Linked DNA regions of Mus musculus: region 2 is linked to region 1. A link is a contact called in public promoter capture Hi-C data. All regions are on one chromosome and are shown on one strand. Each heading gives the region's core, a stretch centred on a gene start, on an enhancer-like site or on the middle of the called end of the contact. The rest is flanking DNA. Distances are from core to core; before and after follow the strand shown.

Region 1 (5,181 bases), core at 2,679-5,178:
CTTTGAACCAGGCTATTTTCCACCATCTTATCTCCTCTCAATGTGCTAAAGTGCCAGGAAGTCTGGGCACCTGACCTTGCCCCACCCCTACCTGGAACTCTCCTCATTCTCAAAATAGGAAAAGAATTGCTGGTGTACTGTAGAAACCCAGGCTTGCCCTCTATAAAGTCTGAAGTTACATATTAAACTCCTTTCTTATTGGAAAATTCTTGTTGGCCAGATCCATCAGTTGGACACAACCCTTTCACTTTGGAATTAATAAGCTGTCAAATCAGCTGACTACTCAAAAATTCCTTTCTCATGCTTCCTCTTGATGAATAGTCACACAGCACTCTCAGGTCCCTTGAGATGTTAAATTTACCCTTGTGAACAGTTTTACTAACCTCCTCGGTACCCTTGCTATGGGATAAAAGATGATCTTCTTCAGAGGCATGTGCTAAGATCCCCAGAAGGCTAACAGGTCATAATGGGATAACAGCAAAGTACCTCCTGTCTACTCTACAGTGCCTTGACATACATGATATATCTGACTCATTTGCATTCTTGGCCTGTTTTTCTTTGACTTGAACTTGGTGATGAGGAGATGGAATGAGTAGAAAAAATGATAAAGATGAATATGAAAAAGAAGAACAGATTTTTCAGAATAGTTGATCGCCTCACACATTCATGCTCTATGTCAATTGGGACTTATCTCTAAAGCACTCTCACACGGCGGTGTGCAGTTGATGAGGAGGTGGCCATGCTCTCTGTGAAGCTCAAGGAAAGTCTCCTAGAATGCCTCAGCCCATTGTCCAACAAGCTCTACTTCCCAAGGACGCTGCACTCCTTTGTCAACACTTATGAAGAGACTCAATCTTCACTTCCAGCGGCTGAATTCCAAGAAATCACATCCTCAAATGTATTGAGATTCAGAACTGAAGAGGCCATACTCTATGTAAATTGGACCACAGTCCATTTAAAAACCTAACTCTGTGTAAGTGTAGAAGTTACACTTCAGAGGAGACATGGGTGATTTTCTCAAGATACAAGCCAAGGTTATTTGTATTCGGATACAGCGAATTGCAAGTTTCCCCTTAAAGATCTATCTACCACTCTTGTATGTTGGCCTAATGCTCCTCTCCTGATCTATGTGTCCTGGTTAGTTTATGACATTTGAGGAGAGAGAACATCAGTTGCAATAATGCCACCACCACATTGACCTGTGAGCAAATTTGTGGAGAATTTTATTGATTGATGATTTCTGTGGGAGGACCCAGTCCTTTGTGGGCACTGTCACCCCTGGGCAGTTGGCCCTGGGATATATAAGAAGGCAGGCTAGGAGGCACTTCCCCAAGGATTCTGCTTCTGTTACTGCAGATAGTTCCTGCCCTGATTTCTGTCAGTGACAAAGTATGATACGAGAGCTTATGAAAACCAAACCAAAACAAACAAAAGGAAAAACTTTCCTCCCCAACTTGCTTTTGGTCTTGGTCTTTTTCTCACAGTAATGGGAAGCCCTTAATAAGACAATGCCCAGCCACTTTACTGTACCTGTTTCCCTGAGGCCAGCAACCTGCAAGCTACATTTCTTAGAATCCCAACCAGCACGGTTCAGAGTTAGACCCCAACCATAAAAACTGGGGGCTGAAAAAGCAGGAGAGAAACAAAAGGATTACAGCTCCTGCAGCAGCAATGGGCCATGGTGTGAACAGGGTGGGCCTAGTCAGTGGGTAGTGTGACGTTGGTCAGTGGCTTCCAGGTGCCCATCAGTGAATTGTGCCATCTGCTGCAGCAGCAGCCAAGGAGGTCAGTGATGTTGTCCTGCAGCTCTTTAAATTTCCTGATTTCTGGACAACCACTGGTAGCTTGCCCTCGCCTCTTTCTGAGCCTATATTGTAACTTCCCTATTAAGTCTTTTCCTGCTTCAAATACTCCCATTTGACCTCAGAGTTTTGATAATACCCTGATGCCATTTCTTCCTCTGCATTTTCTCTGAATGTCAATGACATTCTTGGCTTTCAGAGACCATGAATAGAGTATAGAGCAGGACTGGGGTGATAGGGAATTTTTACCAACAGGTTATTCAGGAAAAAAAAAGTCTTGATCTTTCCAGCTAAAGAAGGCAAGCTTCATGGTGTAGTTCATGGTGTAGTGTAGTAATTAGTTTTCTATTGCTGAGATCAAACACTATGACCAAAGCAGCTTATATTAAATTATTGTCATTAGATCCACAGGGATGGGTCCACTATCATCATAGCCAGGTAGTGTGGTAGTAGACCGGCATAGTGATTAAAACAGGAAGCTAAGAGACGAGGAGTTACATCCCACAAACCAAAGAAGAAGCAGGGAGAGAAAATTCAGAATGTTCAAGTCTTTAAGCTCTCAAAACTGCCCCCTCTGTGACCATACTTCCACTAGCAAACCCATACCTACCTAAATAGGGTCAGCACCTGGAGACCAAATATTCATATGTACAAGACCTATGGGAGATACCTCATCCAAACCACATCTCCTTTCAACAAGATCCAGGTAATGCTACAGAAGAGCATGATTCAAACTTCAGTGAACTGATTCCTTAAGCCTGAGCTTGCCAGTGATACAGAAATGGCAGCATGTCACTGCAAGAAAACAGGCGAGACTTTAGGAAGTGTTTGGTGTGACATGACCCCTTTTGATAGTCTTGAAAACCCCTTTTTCTCAAAAAAAAAATTAAGTATATAAAATAAAATATTATAATAGAAGACAATTATATTCAAGTGTAATTTCCAACATAAAAACAACTGCTTAGGAGTTTTTGTGTATGTGTGTGTATCTGTGTGTGTGCATGTGTGTGTATATATGTTTGTGTGTGTGTGTGTCTATGTTTGTGTGTGTCTGTAAGTATGTTTCTGTGTGTGTCTGTCTGTCTATGTGTGCATGTGTCTATGTGTCTGTAAGTATGATTCTGTGTATGTCTGTCTGTGTATTTTCTATATACCTGATGATTCCCATAGTTTCAACATAATGATAAAAAGGCACAAACATTTTAAATAACTCTTACAATGGTAATGGAATAAGGCTCAGAGTAGTTACAAAGTGACCATCAGAATTTTGTTATCTGTATTTATAGAGAAGGATAATAATGAATCTTCATTTGAGATTAGCAAAAATAACATTGTGAATTTTTTTTCACCCGAGTTCACACAGCCAGTGTTAAGAATTTCTCATTTAAATGTGTGGGAGGTCGTTTCTTACACTCCAATGTACTTGGGAAAAAACCTAGATGCTAGAATAAGCTCTAGAGTCTTGGATACCAAAATAGAGAGATGTTTGCAGTCTACAGTCTATAATGTGTGCATGCAGTGTTCTTGGGATAAAAAAAAAAATCAAAAGAATACTCAGACATGGTCAAGAAATTTTCTAGAAAGTAGAGAAAGGTCAAAATATTCAACAGAAAGTTGTTTTCTTCAGCACTAGCACTGTCTGCGGGTGAGCTGGACACAAGAAAGATGGCATCTCTTTATTGAAGGACCAGATAAGGTTGTCGTTGTCTGTGAATTCACTTCCTCACTTACGGAGGAAGAGGCAGCAACCCCCATCTCCTTCTCTGGAATACTCCTTGTTGAGATCTTCCAAAATATTGGAGCAAATTAAACAGAATAAAATCATTTCTTATTCTCCTTTTTGAAAAATATCACAATATCTGGTGTAAAGATTAATCCTATCTCCCCCAACCTTGGAGAATATGGCCATGGTTGGGAGTCCATACAAGGAGAGAAATGTCAATTTCACTCACATGCGCTGAATTACATGCTAGAAAATTCAGTTCTTTTGAACAACAGAAAAACGCTTTTATATTTAAGCAAGCATTTGTTCTTGGGAAACAAAATGTTCAGCTCTAGTGGTTGCCACAGCAACTGCTTGGGCTAAAAATACCAGATATTCCATAAGCAGAAAAAGTATGTAGTGAGCAAGGAAGAGGAAAGAAAATGGGAAATCTCCCAGAGGAAGGTCAATGACAGAATCCAGACTCCAAAGACCAGGGAGAGCATGTATCTTGGGGACTGCTTCTTCCCATGGGGCAATATGTTTGATAGAAACCTACCGCCTCTGCACCCTTCTTTTCTATCTGCCCACAACTTTCTCTTCCCTCAGAATCACATATACTAAGTATGAGTGGTCCACCTCTCCAAAAGCATCCTTGTCAACAGTAAGGGCATATCGAGCAAGGGTAGGTAGCATTTGCAGGAGGATCATCAAAGATAAAAACCTCTTCCCATTGTTCCTGCTTTTGAGTTGTCTGGTTTTTTTAAGGAATCCTTCCAGTGAAAGAACTGTTTAGGGGCTGGGGTGACAGTAATGTGCTTATCTACCAACCAAGACTAAGTACCTGAGTTTCCTTCCCTAGAACTCACATGAAAGAAAGAGGGGGAAGCCTGACAGGGTGGCTTACGCTTCTAATCCCAGTGCTAGTGGGGAGGCAGAGACAGGCAGATGCCTGTTAGTACTTGCCAACAAGCCAGCCTGACCTGTTTGGTGAACTCAAGGCCAATGAGAGTCTTTGCCTCACAAAACAAATTCGAATTAACTGAGGAACTACCATGAAGGTTGTCCTCCAGCTTCCACATGCATATGCACAGACAGACAGACAGATAGACAGACAGATAGACAGACAGACAGACAGACAGACAGGCACACACACACACACACACACACACACACACACACACGTACTTGTACACATGTTTAATAAGAGAGAGGTCAAACAATCCATTTTTTCTCTTGCTCCAGTGTCTGATAAGCTTTGGCCAATGTTGTTCCTTCACTTGGAGATAAGTGTCTGCCCTCTTCAGTCTACTTAGCTCCTCGTTGATGCCCATTGGCAGGGTCCCCGGCTTGTTGCAGTTTCTCTTCTTAGGTCTGTTCTTTCTTGGAAACACCCCTTCTAAGAGAACTGGCACCACAGATTTCCTACATGGGCATTTATTAGTCTCACTTGCAGGCTCCTGGGATCTAGAGCTTTGCAATAAATCTCTATTCTATTCCCCATGTGCCCAGCACGGTGCCCAAACCACATTTGTTGACAAAATCTGTTCTACTCCCAAGGGGGGAAAGAGGAAGGCTGAGTGATAGGAAATATTGGATCCTGTGGTCAGTGTACAGGTCAGGGTACTAGTTATAGTTTTGTATGACTTCCTCCATACAAGAGTGCCAAGCCCAGTA
Region 2 (4,726 bases), core at 1,147-3,646, 340 kb before region 1:
GGTTTCTCTGCAAGTGAAAGTTTGCCTCCCCCAGTCCCCCAGGGCATTGAAACAGTTGGGCACAGAAGGGGAAGATAGTAAAAGATGGATGGAAGAAAGTGGTAGGGCTTAAATCTTAACTGTCTGGCTCACACTGGCTCCTATCTTGGGCATTTGTTCACAGCTGGTGGCTTTTTGCGGTGTGGGGCACTGGAGACTTTAGGAGGTGGGGCCCACAGGCAGAATGTGGCACTAAAGATGGTTTTTGGTGAGTATAGACAGCCTGGCTTCACTTTCTTTGCCTACCACAGTGGGAACCGCGGCTGTTTCTCGTTTCTGTCACTGTGGATGGAGCAGTTCCATGATGCCTGCCTCCCTGTCATCATGGACTCCAACATTCTGCAACTGTGAACCAAAATAAGCATTCCTAGGGCCCAGCAAAATGGCTCAGTGGGTAAAGACACCTGTCCCACAAGCCTAGTACCTTGGTTCAATCTTTGGAACAACTTCAAGATAATAGGAGAGAGCCGACTCTATAAAGTTGTCTTCTGACATCCAATCATATTACCACCAACAGTAACAAAAATAGTAACAATGATGATAATAGACCTTTCCTTTTCTCTTAGACTGTTTTATTAGGGATTTGACACAGAGATTGGTCTCCAAAGACTCTGTAGACCCTGTCAAATTGCTGGGATCAGCATTAACCATAAGGCTAAATACTTTTTCTAGTTCCACCCACTTAGCTGTAAATTTCACAACTTTACTTTTCTTTATGGCTGAGTAAAATCCCAATGTGTAAATGTCTTACATTCTCATTATCTGCTCATCAGTTGATGGACATGGGGGCTGTTTCCATTACTAGGCTGTTATTAACAGTGCAGTACTACATGGGGCTGTACACATATTTCTGCGGCAGGTTATATAGTCCTTTAGGGGTATGTCCAGGGGTGGCTTTGCTGGTTCATATGGTAATTATATCTTTAGGGTTTTGAGAAACTCCATTACTGATATCTCCAGAGGCTGTACCAGTTTACAGACCCACCAACAGTGAGTAGGGCTCCTTGGGGAAGCATTTTTGTTACAACCGTGAGGATCAAGAGGTGGAAGGGTAACCATAGCTTTCTTTCCATGTTCATGGGTTTTGAATGAAGTAGATGGGAAATATTTTTAGAATCATGTCCGGGCAGAACACATTAAGACCCCCTTCCTTGTCATTGTTTCCTATGCAGGCAATGTATCAATTTTTACATGACATTTGCATTGGGTTAGATATTAACTTAGTATTTAAAACATACAAAAGGATGAGAATAGCTCATATGCAAATATTAGGTGATTTTACATAGGGTACTTGTACATGGTGCTCATAAGAGAACGGAGGGTCTTGGTATTAATTTTCTGTGAATTGGGAGATCGGTCTGTAGTAAAGGTAGGAGAGATGCATCCGGTATTTTTCTTGTTGCTATGACAGAAGACAGAACAGCTGAGAAAGCAACTTAAAAGAAGAAAGATTTGCTTTGGCTCATGATTTAAGAGGGTGTGTGGTCCATTATGATGAGAAATGATGGTGATGCGAGTGTGCAGCAGCTCATTATGTTGTACTCACAGTCAAGAAGCAGAGAGAGGAAGGCAGTGTCCCCCTGCCCCCATGCATTTGGGTGGCCCATGGGTCGCTGCTACCCATATCTTCCCTTCCCAGTTAAACCTCTTTGGAAGATCCTTCACAGACACACTCAGAGAGACGTCTCCTAGGTGATTCTATATTTAGTTAGGTTAGCAATGAGGATGGGCCCTCATGTGTTTAGATAATTTTCAGCACTGATTGCTAGATTCTCTCATGGCAGCTCAGTTACTGTCCAAGCAAAGCTAGGGTCAGAAAGGGACAAAGAAAGACTGAACATGTCCTTAGACTATGAAAATCTAGTTATGCTTCAGGATGGATTTTTTTTTTTTACTTGATGAAATAATGAAAAATAAAGTTCCCCAAACAGTAAAAGCTGTGGGAAAAGACGGTCTCCACGTAAGTTATGTTGGTGATTCTGCCCACTGTTTGTTATCTTTTTATAGGAACGGAGTGAGAGCTTGTAGCATGTAGTTTCTACTACCCTGCTTTAAGCTCCAGGCAGACTGTGCTACCAGCCACTGCCCTGGTTCCGAGGGACCTGCAGATGAAAGACACACAGAGCTCATTTTGAACCTGCCTTATGGCTTAGCGGCTGGGCTCTTCTAAGGCTCCCGCAGCCAGCGTGCTTTTACCTTCACTCATTGCTCAACACTGTAAATCTGCCCTTAGCTTGGTTGCGTTTCTAATCTCCCGCCTGGGGAAGCAGCCAATGACTACTCCACCGGACATCTCATGTGGCCGATGACTCTCTCTCCCTCTGAAACAAGGTGAATTCCCTTTCCAATCTTGCATCTCCTAGCCTGCCTGCGGGAACCTCGAAGTTCCGCCTCCTCTGCCCAGCCATTGGTTGCTGGTATCTCTATTGATCGATCGAGAACCAATTGAAGAACAGGACCTTCAGCATTCACACAGGAATTCCCAATCAAAGCATCAGAACCGCCCCCTACAGAGCTAAGGCCTCACGTCTCCTGGGTGAAATGTCTGTATTCTGAGGCAGTTATCATCAGAATAAGAAGAAAGAGGCCCACAAGTGTGTGCGCCTCTGCGGAGACTCTTGTTCCCTCTTCCCCAAATACACCGTTTCTATAATATACGATATTATATATAATACTATACTTCTAGATAATACTAAATACTATAGTATTGTATAATTCAATAATACTAAGTATAAATTGCTTGATAATAGTATATACTCTAATACTAAAGCCACCACGTCCTACTTTGATCCAGTTGATATGAGTTAGCACAGAGTTCTAGGATCCCTGGGTCACCCCTCAGCCTTAGACTCAATCCCTATAAGGATCTTTCTAGAGATCATCAACCCACCCTGAAGGCATAACTCTCCATTTTTATATACCTGCACAATACCACTCCCAATGAATACTTGTTCCATGCAGACTGGGACTTTCTGCTTTGCTCACCTCTGTATCCTCAAGACCGTATAATGACAAATACGGTTGATAAATACCTGTTCAAAGCTTAAACCCTGTTCACTGGGAAGAGCAAGGTTTGATTGGGGTGGGTCTTTGTATGAAAACCAGCATGTATGATGTCCCACAGCTGCTATAAACAAGAAGGCGAAGGATGCCCCTCTGAGCCTCTCGTGACGTCAGGCCTTCTGGAGTTATTTCAGCAATTGTTAAATGACACGGTCCACATGATAAACGGCAGGGCTTTCAGTAATGCTTAGCCATATTTGCCATTTGGCTTCCAGGTTTTCATCAGAGAGTACTTGCCGGACTATAATAGGGTTACCATGGTAACTGTGCAGCCTGATTTCTGAAAGCCTGGGGACATTGTTCCCCTCCTCACTCAGAGGAGGGCTCCATGGAATGGATTTTGCATTATCTCTTTCAAAGCCAGTACTAATAAGTACAGGGAGGTCAAAATGACTCCAAGAGTGGCCATGTAAGATCACATGGCTGCTACCCCCTCACCCTACCTCTGAGGCTACTTCAGAGTTCAGACAGCAAATGGACCCTTTAAAAAGTCTCTTAAAGGTAGTGGCTCCCACCTTTAATCTTATCACCCAAGAGGCAGAAGCAGGCAGATCTCTGAGTCTGAGGCCAGCCTGGTTTACCGAGTTAGTTCCAGGACAGTCAGGGCTACACAGAGAAACCATGTCTCAAAAAAACCAAAACGGCGGGGAGGGGGAGAGTTGATGGGGGAGAAGGAAGTCTCTTTCCCCACAAACCCTAGAGTCTATGAACACCTTGGGGGCAGTGCTGAGCCCTACCCATGCCTGCAGGTCTACAACCAAGGCCCTTTCACCAGTCTCCAACCCCAGAAGGTATGGTTGGTCAACACTGGGTGGGGAACTTGACTGAGCCTGGCCTTGGAGGTGGTTTTTATTAGGGAGTGTCAGATTGGACAGCTGCATTGCTGTATGCAGCCTCTGCCAGGTAGCGGGTTCCTTCTGCCTGCCCCTTGCTTTGTTCCACCCATGTTTACGTGTTTCATCTGAAGCACTGCACTTGAGAAGTGTGAAGTCAGAACAGCTGGGTGGATCTCTACAGAATATCTTTTTATTGAGAACCTGCAGGGACCTGCTTAATGTTAATGACTATTCTCTCTCTCTCTCTCTCATGTTTATAATTTATAGAAAAAGGCTCTATTAGAGTTACAGGGAAATAGACTCTCTTCCTTCTCTAACCTAAACAGGCCTTCTAATCTAATTATTTTCTACTTATGAATTGACCAATCTGCATGAGCAATGATGCCCAGGGGCCTCAGAGTTGGTTCTTAGGTTGTCTAACTGAACGATAACTCTCCCGTCTACTGCTGGCCATTTAAAAACAGCCTCCTCGTTTGGGAACACGTGCATTCCTCCTTTATGACCTGGATCCCTTTCACTGTTCACTGATGCTCCTACAAAGGATTGGTCAAAGAAGGTTGTCAGTTGGGCAGTGCGAAATCATGTGCTGGAAAAAGGATAGATTGGGCCCCCCACCTCCGGTTGAGGGACAGAGCCACCCACCCATCTCCAAAATTGTATCCCAGAATTGCTCCTGTCTAAAGGAAATACAGGGACAAAAAGTGGAGCAGATACTGAAGGAAAGCCCTTCCAGAGGCTGCCCCACCTGGGGATCCATCCCACCTGCACACACCAAACCCAAACACGAT

Evidence for each region. Promoter capture Hi-C pulls out the DNA fragments that hold promoters and counts their contacts.
Region 2: a contact with region 1 is called in a promoter capture Hi-C map of hippocampal neurons, with 5 times the contacts expected there. The contact joins two enhancer-like sites. A contact is called at or near these places in 1 of 39 promoter capture datasets (hippocampal neurons) and 3 of 484 Hi-C or Micro-C datasets (cerebral cortex, forebrain and nephron progenitors).

The regions. Positions count from the first base shown.
Region 1 is chr1:164,682,683-164,687,863 of GRCm38.p6, reverse strand. No RefSeq gene overlaps it. Among named protein-coding and RNA genes, the nearest start is that of Dpt, 110 kb to the left of the region's middle. Within about 2 kb of position 3,928, at least 26 of the 459 cell types and tissues checked have an H3K27ac peak or open chromatin away from gene starts, as enhancers often do. A contact at or near this core is called in cerebral cortex, forebrain and hippocampal neurons, where this site is marked.
Region 2 is chr1:165,016,606-165,021,331 of GRCm38.p6, reverse strand. The region is part of intron 5 of Gm51669 (a long non-coding RNA gene); the gene reads left to right. Among named protein-coding and RNA genes, the nearest start is that of Gm51669, 42 kb to the left of the region's middle. Within about 2 kb of position 2,396, at least 107 of the 459 cell types and tissues checked have an H3K27ac peak or open chromatin away from gene starts, as enhancers often do. A contact at or near this core is called in cerebral cortex, forebrain and hippocampal neurons, where this site is marked.